Linked DNA regions of Mus musculus: region 1 is linked to region 2. The links are chromatin contacts, called in public HiChIP or PLAC-seq maps. All regions are on one chromosome and are shown on one strand. The core of a region is the stretch at or near the end of the contact, and the rest is flanking DNA. Distances in the headings are between cores, read along the strand shown.

The links. HiChIP or PLAC-seq counts read pairs in DNA pulled down with a chosen protein or histone mark.
Region 1: an H3K4me3 HiChIP or PLAC-seq map of embryonic forebrain shows a contact between it and region 2, with 5 times the contacts expected there. The contact joins two enhancer-like sites. A contact is called at or near these places in 1 of 39 promoter capture datasets (hippocampal neurons), 2 of 115 datasets of contacts at active chromatin or transcription factors (astrocytes and embryonic forebrain) and 1 of 9 other capture datasets (adipose tissue).

The regions. Positions count from the first base shown.
Region 1 is chr5:116,881,981-116,888,253 of GRCm38.p6, reverse strand. It overlaps Gm42010 (a long non-coding RNA gene), which reads right to left. Exons shown (of 2, transcript XR_878710.1): 2 at 3,617-3,882. Among named protein-coding and RNA genes, the nearest start is that of Gm42010, 4.8 kb to the right of the region's middle. Within about 2 kb of position 1,848, at least 15 of the 459 cell types and tissues checked have an H3K27ac peak or open chromatin away from gene starts, as enhancers often do. A contact at or near this core is called in embryonic forebrain, where this site is marked.
Region 2 is chr5:116,271,181-116,278,037 of GRCm38.p6, reverse strand. All of the region lies in intron 1 of Ccdc60 (coiled-coil domain containing 60), which reads left to right. Among named protein-coding and RNA genes, the nearest start is that of Gm52827, 4.1 kb to the left of the region's middle. Within about 2 kb of position 3,002, at least 25 of the 459 cell types and tissues checked have an H3K27ac peak or open chromatin away from gene starts, as enhancers often do. A contact at or near this core is called in embryonic forebrain, where this site is marked.

The DNA.
Region 1 (6,273 bases), core at 599-3,098, 610 kb before region 2:
AGAGAGAAATATTGCCAACGGTTGGGTTCTTTGAACAAATTATGTTACCTGTGAGCTAATAAAGTAAGTGGTTTAATTACTAGTTAATGATGAATCCCACTCTATATACTTGGAGTCAGGGAGTGGCCACAAGAAAGAGAGCAGGGAGTGGGATTCCATTGCTTTCCATGGTCCCTCCTTAGAGCATCTCTCTGTTCAGCCCTATGACAGGTATCTTCTATCCATCATCCCACTTAGCCAGTCCCTGTACCCTTGGGAGGGCTGGACTTGAATTTTGACTCAAACAATGTGATTACACGCGAGTTACACAAAGCAAAGCTGGAATGAGTCTGGGGCATTAAAATACCACAAATATGCTATGGGGTGTGGGCCAGCCACGGCAGCTGTTCTCCAGGCTGTGGGGTCTGGTGAGGTGCTGGGTTGGAGCTGGCTATCCACATGTACAAAGTGTGCGATAGTGCCAGGTGTCCCTGTGTCACTGTGAGCAGCTCACAGACCAGGTAAAGCATGGGCAGAGCAGGAAGCCACCCGCTCAGAGCTGCATGGACCTTGTCAAACGGATGGAAGCGTCCTGTCCTCTGCTTCTATTTATTATTCCAGAGACCTGAAGGAAGACAGGAAAGCTCCAGATCTGGGAGATCTGATGGCCTCCATGGACTCTTACTTCATGAATGTGCACAAACCCACATACAGTTTAAGATTTAAAAAAAAAAAAAAAAAAAAAAAAACAGACAAAAAAATCTAAACACTGCAGTGTATATTTGGAGACCAGAGGGTTTCTGGGGCTTGCTGGTCAGCCGAATCTGTGAGCTCCGAGACTGGGAGGATCAACGGACTCTACCTACTTCAATTAAACAAGGTGGAGAATGTATGCGCACACACACACACACACTCATCTCTGTTTTAAGGAGACTGGGTTGTAGGAACACATTGTCTAGGAGATGCTGGGTGGTGACTGTGGGGGAGGAGTAGGGGTATATTTACACAGAGAAGGTGACTAAGAGGCCGGTGTCACAATCAGCAGACTGAAACCATAACGTCCCCGGTGGGCTCCTGTGTTTGGAGCCAGGCGTGGTGGCTGGTGCACGCTGGGAAGCCGGAAGAGGTCCCCTGATCACCTGGAGCTGGAGTTGCAGGCAGTTTGTGATCTGAACCGTCTGGGTGCTGGGAACTCAACTTGGTTCCTCTGCAAGAGCAGGAAGTGCTCGGAACTGCTGACTCAATCCCCCACTCCCACCTTGCTAACACAGAGTCGCTAACAGTGCACGGGAAGGAACAGAGCAACGCCCTTGGCTCCAGTCTGCTCCATCCGCCATTTGCCATTCGCAGTGCCCACTCCCGCAGGTGCACCCACGCTTGTCTTCCCTCCTGTCCTCTCCCCTTGCATTTCTACAGAAACCACCACCCTCCCATCTCACGGTTGGCTGGCTCCAATAATCTGCTAATTAGTCTCCCTGTCTTCTGGGTCTCCCCTTTCCAATCCATCTTGCCTGCTGTCACCAGGCCAAGTATTCTAAAGCCCAGCTTACAACATGTCAGATTTCTATGGAAAACAACACTACCCTGCTGGGCTCTGTGATCCGTACAGAAGAACGGGAAAAGACTGTCAAGAGACATTTTAGGTCTTCCTTCCTGTGGTCTCTGCAATGTGTCCCCTCCTGATGTTCCATGTGTCTCCCGTGCCAGATACACAAGTATCACCAGCAATTGGGAGTCCTTCAGTGTCAGCCGCAGTGGCAGGCTGTGGCCGTAACTGTCCAGCTTAGCCGCGTTTGCCTTTTGACTTGGCGAGAGAGACACTGAAATAGGCTTTTACATTCCCTCCTCCTGGGTGGGCTTACTGCCCAGCCGTGGGGAGTGTGTTCAGCAGATGGCCTCCAACTGTCAGCGTCTGTGACAGCTGCAGAGACACGCCCTCCCCAAGGCCATGCCTTCCAGGGAATTTGCTAGGAACTGGCCTGAGTAAGACAGACAGAAGGAGGGGCTTCACGTTTTTGGCTCCGCCTGGTTGACCCACAACCTTGGACTTGAGTTTTATTTTTTCTTTGTTGGGGTAGGCAGAAACTGAACTGCAACTGAAGCTGAGGATGACCTTGAACTCTGGATCCTCCTGTCTCCACCTCTGAGGTGCTGATGTCACAGGCGTGCACCACGGAGGCAGATCCATGGGATACTGACAAGGGTAGAGCCCAGGGCTTTGTACGTTCCCTGCAAGCCCTCTCCCAACGTGCTTCCTGCTACATTTCCAACTCAGCATTGCTATTTCGATCTTATTCTGTGCTCAATCCTGCTTCCTCCTCCTCCTCCTTTTCCTCTTCCTCCTCCTCAATGTTTTATTGATAGTTCTACTCTACTTATAAAGTATGTAATTTATACTTATGTACTGTGGAATATGGCCACAACAGTTTTCAGTGTACTCCGTGCTGTGTGTGTGTTTACTCCTTTTCTATATTTTTTTTAAAAATTAATTTTTTTCTACTTATTCACTTTACATCCTGCTCACTGCTTCCCTCCCTTTCACCCCCTCCCACAATCCTTCCCCCATCTCTCTCCCTTTCTCCTCTGAGCAGGTGGGGCCCTCTCTGGGTACCCCCCCCCACACACACACACTTCAACTCTCTGCGAGGTTAGGCGCTTCCTCTCCCACTTATGCCAGACAAGGCAGCCCAGCTAGAAGCACAATATCCTACATGCAGGCAACAGCTTTTGGGATAGATAGCCCCTGTTCCAGTTGTTTGGGACCCACATGAAGACCAAGCTGCACATCTGCTACATTTCCTCTCTGTATATTTTAAAGACAGGGTCTAATGTAGCCAAGGCTAGCCTAGAACTTCCTGTGTACCAGGAGGATGACCTTGAACTTCAGAGTCTCCTGCTTCCACTTCCTGAGTGCTAGGATTACAGATAGACACCCTGAACTACTATCTATGTGGTTCTGGGATTGAACCCAGGGGTTCACACTTGCTAGGCAAGCCCTCTTCCAGCTGAGCTACATGCCCAGGCTGGCTGGCTGATTTTCCGTAGCATGCCGTCTCCAGGGTTCATCCATGTCATAGCAAGTATCCATAGCTTATCTGTTTTTACTTTTTATTGCTGAGTATTCTCCAGGATAAATGTACCACGTTTTATCCATATCTTCCTAAATGGATGGATGTCTTTGCTGTTTACATTTAATTGGCCTTCCAGGAACACTCTTTATACAAGTTTGTGTGTACCTAAGAAGCATTTGTAATGCAAACTCTGTCTCTGTGTACTCTTGAGAAAGCAGGCTGTACTAACCCATTAGGGACTTTTTTTTTTTTTTCAGATAAACTTGTAGAATAGAAATGGGGATTGCAGAGATGGCTCAGAAGTTAAGAGCACTTGATGCTCTCTTCCCAGGACCCAAGTTTGGTTTCCAGGACCTACATCAAGTGTCTCACAGCTGCCTGTTAATTCCAGCGCCAGATGATCTAGCGCCCCCTTCTGGCCTCCAAGGGCACCTGCACTCACATGCACATACACACAGACATACATACATCAGCGTGCAGATAATTAAAAGTAAAGTACGTCTATATATAAAATGATACATGCAGAATTATGGGGTTGTCGTTTGTGTAAATAAAACACTGGAAACCACAGGGTTGAAATGTTATCTTAGGCTGATCAGAGAGGGTCTGCGGCCTGATAAGTGACACAGTAATTCAGTGGTGGTCCTAGGACTCCAACTTAGCTCTGTGGATCTGCAGTATGTATCCTCTTTGCTTGTTTCTTTCTCTGCTAGATCGTAAGTGGCTTTGCACACTATCTGACAACAGCCAACCGCAGTCTAGGAACAGCCCATTCAGAGGCTTCATCTGGGCCATACAAGTTCTCAGCGTTTTAAAAAATCTGTGATTCCACCTGAAGATACAGAATACCAATTATTCATTTATTTTAAGATTACTTATTTATTTATTTGTGGACCTTATCTACATATCAATCTGCACACCAGAAGATGACATCAGACTGTTTTGAGCTGCCATGTGGGTGCTGAGAATTGAACTCAGGACCTTCTGAAGAGCACTGAGTACTCTTGGCCACTGAGCCATCTCTCCAGCCCCTTCTTCCTTTAAAGCAAAGGGCACAGGCCGAGGCTGCTAGCAGTGGCTTGCTGCCTCCACAACAAGGTGCTGAAGCTGAGTAGTGAAAACGTAGTCAGCTTGTGCTCTTGGCACCTCCTTCTCCTCTTGTATCCTGCCTGGCCTTCCTGGGCATCTATGGCATTTGAAACCTCAGCATTCATGCATCTGGGTCATGACCCCCTTGGTGTCTGCCACGATAGAAAAACCCAGGTTCTAGGTGTCCCCTGTGCTGATTTTCTTTTTGTGCAGAGAGGAGAAAGATGAAGAGGTGTTGAAGGAAACTTAGGTAGCATTTACAGTTGTCATGACAACCAGAAGACACTCCTTCAACAACAATTTATTTTCTCTCATTTCTGGGGCTATGTCTAAGCCCAAGGGCCTGCTGGGTTTGTTTCCTGGTGCGGGCTTCCCTCCAGCCTTGACAGTTTATTCATTCCTGCTGGATTCTCATATAGTAGGCTCAGAGCTCTGTCTCTGGCTATGAGGCAAATGTATATGTGTGTGTGTTTGTGGGTGGGTATGTGTACATGTGTGTGCATGTGTGTGCATGTCAGAGATCGACATCAGGTGTTTCTCTTTTGTCCACTGGGTATTTATGTGTACATGTATGCACATGTGTTTTTGTGGATGTGTGCGTGCACATATGTGCATGCTTTGGGAGTCACCCATGTGTGCACAGAGTCCAGAGGTGATGCAGGACGTATTTATCCCCTTCCCAGAGGGATTGCTTCCTACATCAACTTGCTAAGTAAGTCCATCTAACTGCAGGGGCTACCTATGACCCAGATTATGCCTTGCCTGTGGATTCCATAAAAACCTTGTACAGCGTAAGTTAGCACCAGTGGGCACCCTGCTGGGTAGTTTTATGTCCACTTGACACAAGCCCAGGTCATCTGGAGAGATGGAACCTTAACTGAGAAAATACGATGACTATATTGGCCCGTGGGCATGTTCTTGATTAATGATGGTGTAAAGGGGGTCAGCCCACCGTGGGTGGTGTCACCTCTAGGCAGGTGGTTCACAGGTATATAAGCAAGCAGGCTGAGCAAGCCAGTAAGCAGCACCCCTCCATGACCTCTGCATCCACTCCTGCCCTGGCTTCCTTTACGATAGACCGTTAAGTTGTGGGCTGAAACAGATTGTTTTCTGCCCAGGTTCCTATTGGTCATTATATTTATTGCAGCACTCTGAAAGCAAAGTAGGACAGCTCCCAACACTCACAGCCAAAGGAGAAGGAAAAGACAGCAAATAGCAGGTCTAGTTCAGGATGGTTGTGAGCATGGATCTGTGTGTCAGGTGATTTGACTTCTGAGTCAGGTCTCAGTATCTGTGGGTGGGAGACATCAGCTCTAGGACCCTCAGTTGCCTTCTGTGTAAAATGGGGGGACAAATGAGATCTAAGAGCTGAGTTACTATTTGACCCTAGTTTTATGACCCTGATCAGTGTAGAGCCTTGGCAGGGCTGGTGATATATAATAAATACTTAACAGATGATTAACTAAAATATTATTGATTTGTTTGTTTAGTGTCTGTGTGTGCTCACTGAACATTTGGGAGTCAGAGGACCACATTTTCAGTTGGTTTTCTCCTTCCATCATGTGGGTTCCTGGAATTGAACTCAGAACCCAGGCTTAGACCCACTAAATCATCTTGCTAGCCCCTGTGATCCATATATATATATATGTATATTTAATTTTGCAGCAGTCAGCTGGATCTGGTGAGTTCCAAGGTTCCTCACAGCTTTTACTTCCTCACTCTCGAGCATTGTCAAGCTAGTGTCAAGACAGGATTTTCAAGGGTCTCCCATGGTTCTGGAGTTATTCCTAACACGTTGTACAAAAGGTATTTCTGGTCCCCCACACCTCTCTCTCTCCTTCTTGGCTAGAGGGACTAGGAGGCACTTTCATCGGATTCTTAAAAGGGTCTGTGACCTCAGTTATGGATGCTTCTAGAATGTGAGGGTTTCCATGGTATTCCAGGGTGACCCTGAAGGGGGGGAAGTTTGATCCTCCCGAGTGTTAGGGCGACAGGAAGACAGATTTCAGCTCTGAGCTGTAACATAACTTTCAGGAAAGCCAGGCAATCTAAGGCTCACAATCAGCTCCATCAAAGCAATTTAGTGGGGATGTTCCTATCTCTCAGCCATGGGCAGTTCCACGGGGAGATAAAA
Region 2 (6,857 bases), core at 1,753-4,252:
GGTTGATAGCTGTATTTGTGTGCATGTGCGCCTGTATATATTTCTGTGCACCATGTGTGTGCAGAAACCCTTAGAGACCAGAAGAGGGCACCAAATCCCCTGGAAACTGGAGTTACAGGCTGCCCAGTGTGAGTACTGGGAACAGAACCCAGGTCCTCCACAAGAGCAATAAGCACTCTTAACAGCTGAGTCAACTCTCAGGGCCCAGGATACACACCACAAGAGGATGTATTAGAGTAGCTCTTACAGAGCAGGGTCTGGAGAGCTCAGAATAGCTAGCTGCAGTCCAGAATAGTAAACCCTCCAGTTCAGTTCCATCCACATAGCTGGATGCCCAAAGAGTACCAATCGATCCCTGAAGGTCCGGAAGCTCCCTGTAGGGTAGAGGGTGCAGCTGCTGGAGTCTCTTCCATGTTAAAAGGCCACAGAAACTGGAGTGGGATGCTCTCTCAGGAAAGAAAGGCTCCCACTCAGGAAGGAACGAAGGCAGGCAGGGGACACTGCTGATCCCCTTGGATCTCTTTGGGAGGGGGCATGATCGAGTCACTAAAGATGAAACCCAGGGCCTCATTTATGTGAGGCAAACACTGCCCTGTCTGTAACCTCACTCAGATTGCCCACTGTGAAGAGAAGTCTTCCCTCCTCACTCGCCCCTCCCTGGAAACACTCTCAACAGACACACCCGGAGGTATGTCTCCCAGTCAGGATTAACCACCACCACCCCCATGGGCAAGTGACTCCCTGTGTCTTAGTCTCCTCTTCTTCCCCCATGTAAGCAGTAACAGTTCCCACTTGACTGGTTTGCTGGAAGGACTGCCAGTGTAATGCTCAGAAACGTCCCTGTTGTAGAGGAAGCTCTCCCTAGGGGTAATCACCTCTCTCTCTATTGCCATGTAGGGATCAAAGCCAGTGGCCCACAAATATCAAGAATTAAGAATGCTTAGACGCTGACATTTCCAGGAACGACGGCTCCCCAGCTGTCAGTTGTATATGTATGCCGCAGAAGGCGCCAAAAGGGTAATGCAGCCGGCAAGGTTCCCTTCCTGAGAGCCCTTGAAGCAAATGCCCAAAAGGTAATTAGCACAGGGTTGTTGCCTACGTTTCCATGCTTATTAGAGGAACTTGTCGTCTGCTAATCAAGACGCTCTCAGATATTTATAGACCATTTAAAGGAGGCGACTCAAGGCTCAGGGGAGGCACTGGGGAACTTGGGAGAATGTCAGCCTGGCTTCCTTACCATGGGATGGAAGGACTGTGTGAGTTGGGGGCCAGCCCGCAGGGTCTGTGGGAGCAGACACAGGCAACCTTGACTCTTCCTTAATTTTTTTTTAGTGTTTTATTAGCATATATTAAATATACATCATAATGGGCTTTGTTGTGCTTTATTCATACATGCGCCTGACATATCTAGGCCATATTCATCCTGACACCCTCTCGTTGGAGCTCCTTCCTCTGGTCAAACGGCCTCTGATCCCACGTAACGGGATATGTGTGTGTAGCCCAGTGAGCTGTGCAAAACTGCCCCAGGACTGCGCTCGTCGTCACCCTTGGATGGGAAATCGGCTATGAAGTCCCACCCCAAGGGGAGGACCTAGACAGTTAACCATTGATGTAGGTGGCAGAGACATTTGTCATAGCCATCAGTAAGGCACACATTTCCAATAGAAAAGCTCTGGGCGGCAAGGAGGCATGCTACTCGATTCGCTCTCACTGATACACTGCTGAGGAGAAGTGCCTTGACCAACTGGTGTCCACTCTTCATACCCCAGAAGACTCTTGAGCCCGCCCCTGTCTTACAGGCTTCCTAGGGAGGAACTGGAAGACCAGTCCACCAGCCCCCAGGGGCAAGGTTCCCCCTGTATGGTCCTTGCCTCCTTCCCTCTGTGGTGTCAGCCCAGGATCACAGAAGCTGGTGTGGAGGCAATCAATCACTTCTCAAATCCCTCCCTCCTGGTCTGGTCTGCTCATCTCCTCACGGGAGCCAAGGCCTGTGGGATTATTCTTCTGCAGTGACTTCAGAGACTGCTGCTCAGCGGTCCCTCTTGCTGTGCTTGAGTCTGCCACCCGTGGCACCTGAAACTAGTCTGGCACACAGCCTGTCCTTTCTCTTCCTGTGTACCAAGGCGGCACAGCATCATAGCACGTGATCAACAGATATTACCTCTAGGCTCACATATTTGGAGGCTCAGTCATCAGGGATCAGCAGTACTTGAGAAGGATTAAGAGGCATGGCCTTGCTGGAGGAAGTGTGCGTCACTGGGGGTGGGCTTTGATGGTTCAAAAGTTCAAGCCAGGCCTAGGGATTCTCTCTCTTCCTGCTGCCTGTGCATCCAGATGTAGAACTCTCAGCTTCCTCTCTTGCATCGAGTCTGCCTGTGTGCTGCCACGTTCCCCTCCCCGTGATGACAATGGATTAAACCTCTGAAACTGTAAGCCAGCCCCAATTAAACGCTGCCTTTTAATAAGACCCTTTGCCTTGGCCATGGTGTCTCTCTACATCAGTAGAATAGTGACTAAGACAGAGGCCGGCTGCTCAGGGAGAGAGCAACCCTCGAAAGCAGGTCTGTCTGCCCGCAAAAGTCCACGTGCCCCACCCCCACCTCTACCCCTGCCCCACTCCCTGTGGATGCTCACTGCCACAGATACCCCCGCAGAGGCTCAGCTTGGCTTCGTTTTTTTGTTGAGTTTCTCTAAATGCAGTTTCCAACTTTGCCCTCCCAGCCTATGTCATCCCCATGACAAGTGACAGGCATGTGGAGAGAGAAACCACCCTGAGACCACAGAACTCTAACTACAGGTGGCCAGGCTGTGGCTCCTCACAGACTGTCCTCTTCCTCTGGTTCTGGATCTTCACCTGGCCCTCATCTGCTTGGGAGGAACAACAGCCTCTTCTGGGGCTTAAAAGGACCAGGGTTTAATCTGTCGCAGGGGTCTGGATGGAAGAGAGGGGTTGCTGGTCTGAGGCCAAGTGCCACCTAAGCAGCCAGTGGCAGCCAGCCCTGAGTCAGAGGAAAAAAGAAAGTGCTGTTTCCCAGGAAGGAAAAGGCTGTGTTTATTTCCCCAGTGTGTGAGAGCTGAGCCTTCGCTCAATCAATCTCTCTCTCCCTCCCCTGCCTTCTCTCTCTCTGTCTCTCTGTCTGTCTCTCTATCTCCCTCCCTCCCTCCTTCCCTCCCTTTCTCACCCCTCCTCCTTTCTCTCCCATGTCATTGTAAGGATGAAGAACAATACATTATGTATCACTTTTCTTCTTTCAGCTTAATTAGCTTAATTAATTGTTTCAACCATCTCATATGTTTAAAAAGGGGAGAGACAGAGAAGCCAAGCTGGCCATTTGAACAAAGGAACCAGTGTTTCAGACCGACTGCTAAGCAACCCCCGCCCCCATCTTTCAGATACATGTATGTCCTTTAGTCTGCCCAGGACTGAGGTGGGCATCTGTCTGTAACCCTGTAAATAGATCATTAGGCAAGACTGGCATATGTCTCAACAGTGAAGGACAGGGCTGCAATCCCCGTGGTCACAGGGAAGAGCCTGGCCTCTGGGTTTCCTGGCATCAGTGGTCCTTTGTTGAATGTAGCCTTTTACAAAGGAGAAAGGAGAAGATTTCCTTCAGAGCACTGTACAGAGTGCACGGCTTCCCACAGCACTGCCTGCTGAGGGATGGATGGGCGGGGTTGTTTTGATAAAGAACTTGGTCACAAGGCATCAAAGTAGACCGAGCAGTGTTGTTGCAGACAAATTCTTTATTTTATATTCCTGGTTCCCAGCAAAGCATAGCACAGACTTTGGGGGTGGGGGTGGGGAGTAGGTGCCACAGGCCCAGTGAATAGGGCAGAAGTGGGGTGGGGCGCAAGCTCACCCAGGGACCTTGTGCTTCTCCTCGGGGTCAGGAAGTTTTCGGGTACTGGCTTTGTGCCCAGGTAGGTGCAGAATGGAAGCCAACAGAGAGCAAAAGAAAGAATCCTTTGGTACTTAAGTGTGTTCTGAGCTCCTAAGTATTTGGTTGAGATCAGCAAGTTCTTCTCTTTCTTTCATTGTCTTTTCTGAGACAGGGTCTCACTGTGGATAGCCTTGGCTTTCCTGGAACTCACTATGTAGACCAGGCTGGCCCTGAACTCACATGAATCTGCCCACCTCTGCCTCCTGAGTGCTGGAATCAAAGGTGTGCATCACCATACCCACTGTCAAGTTCCGTTGAAGAAGCTATTTCTGACTCGCCCATGATCGATCTTTCTCTCTCCAACCCTTTGGGGCCGGCTAGAGTCATGGCCCTCACCACACAATGCCTGCCTGTCCCTGGAGTAGACGCTGCCATTCATGATCACCCAGCCCACAGCCATCACTTGGTGGCTCACTGTATTAGTTACTTTTACATTGTTGTAATGAAATGAAACACTCAACAGAAACGGCTCAAGTGAGGAAGGGTTTGACTACAGGAACATGCCACTGGTGGCTCATTTGTTCACCCGTTGAAGGGCTCTGCATGGAGGAAGGATGAGAGGTCTGCCATCTGCTTTCTCAAAAGATTCACCCCTGGTAGATCCACAGCGGCCATATCACAGACACAGCCCACCAACTGTGTCGGGTGGCTGTGGCAGTTTGGAAGGGAAGGGCCCATTTTAGCTTGCAGCTTCAAAGCAAGGCAGAAGATACTGTAGCATTCCCAGGAGCAGACCGCGGCAACAGGAGTGGGAGGGGCTTACACCTTCCAGCCAGACATGAAGCAGAGAGGTCAGCCAGACCCCTGACCACGCCTGGAACCCACCAGCCTTGCCTGCTTGGCTAACCAGGCCCTGTATCCCATAAGCGCAGGGTCCTTCACTCTTTCTGCCTGTCTGAAAAAGCTTTTCCTTTGCTGAGAGCTGTAAGGGGCATTTTCACTGGCTATCGTCAGACTATAGTGAGCAGGAGGTTTGGCACCATATTTCTTTAAATGTGCCGTTCGTTTTTTGTGTATTAGTCTTATAGTTCCTAGATACTGCTTGTTCTGGAATTTTCTCTCCTTTGGGTTTCTGCCTCCACATCTCTCTAGCAACTTTGAAATTACAAGTCTTTGCTATTTATCTCCCCACCCCCCAATCTGTCTTACTAGGATAATAAGTACCCATACACACACACACCCTTTCTTAGAAACCTCAGTGCTTAACCACCAGGGTTTTCAGAGCAATGTCCTTTCTCCAGGCTTCCCCGATTGTTCTTACTGTTGTTCTATTAATCTGGGTTTTTTTTTTGTGGGGGGCAGTGTACATGTTTGTATGTGTGTGAGTGTATGTAACTGAGTATGTGTGTGTATTGTGTGAGTGTGTGTGTGTATGTGCATATGTGTATATGTGAGTGTGTGGAGTGTATATGTATATTGTGCGAGTGTGTATATGTGTAAGTGTGTATGTGAGTATGTATGTGAATATGTGTATGTGAGTGTGTGTGTGTGCTTGGATGTGCACAGCTGCACATGTATGTATCGGGGCCAGAAGCCAGCATCAGGTGACTCTCCCTAGAACTTTCCACCTTCTTAAATTTTTGTGGGGAGCACAGGGTCTCTCACTTGACACAAGACTTGCCAGTTTGTGGAGACCTGCCCTGACTGACAAGCCCTGACGATCATCACATCTCTGCCCCATCACTCTGAGGTTACAGACCTGTGCTGCCATGTCCAGCCTTTACATGGCCAATGGAGATCTGAACTTGGGTCTTTATGCCTGTACAGCGGACATTTTACCCTGGGCCATCTCCCCAGCCCTGATCCACTCATGTCAAACTCTAACTTCCACTACAATGCACACACACACACACACACACACCCCTGGGTTCTGCAGCTTAATAAGGTATGGCAAATACATGAGCCCGTGTAACTGCCACTCAACCCAATGCAGAGCACTGTAAACCTGACGATCCCCCTGCTTCCCCTGACTGCAGCCAAACACCAGCCACTATGGCTGTGGGCCCATTTCTTCCGGCGATGTGGTTGTTTAGGTCCATGATCTTCTATGGCTGCCTCTCCCATCCCCACGTGACCAAGCATGTTACTCTGTGCTTACTTTCGTTTCTGAATTGTACTCAGGGTTGCAGACGTACCAGACTTTCTCCATTCGTCTGCTGGTTGAGTTTGAGCCTCTCCTCATGTCCTTCCTTTTTAGAATCTAACAAACAAACAAACAAAAAAGTTCTGAGCCATTCATTCGTGCATGTCATGCGGGATGCCCACACTGGTGAGCAGAGCAGGCTCTCAGCTCTGATGTAAGCCAGAACCCCGGGGGCAGAGACTCCTGTCAGATAAGCCATCCTGAGCAGGGTGAGCGTGACAGAAAGACAGGCACAGGCTGCCATGGGAGCAAACAGCTGGAAGGGTGACTCCAGCCAGTGGTTCTGGAAGGGCTCAGGGGGGGAGCCTAGAGAAGAGACTCCTGCGGGGACTGGGAGAGAATGAGGGAAAGATGAAGGCATTCCCCGGGGGCGTGTAGAAAGCTCTGCAGTCATGGAAAACACATGGAAGCTGACACTTTGCCGCCTGTCCACACGGGGAAGTGTGCACTGTGTCAGGCAGATCTCAAGCATATCACTTCATTGAATCCTCAGGACAACTGCGAGGGCCGCATTAAGCTTCCTTCAATAACTGAAGGGTCAGCCTCAGGAAGAGGAGGTGACCCATCTCTCTCAGGCAGTGCCATGAGTGGTCATAGCAGGACCCAAACCTGAGGACAATCCTGATTAAGCTGGCTGAGGCTGGGGTCGGGTGTAGCATAGAGCCAGAGTGACATGCCACTGAATGTACACGGACAGCATTTGCTGGATATGCCAGAAACAGCCAAGTGAGCATCTCTGCGGAACTTCTGTCTGCCCTCACTGGTGCCTCGGA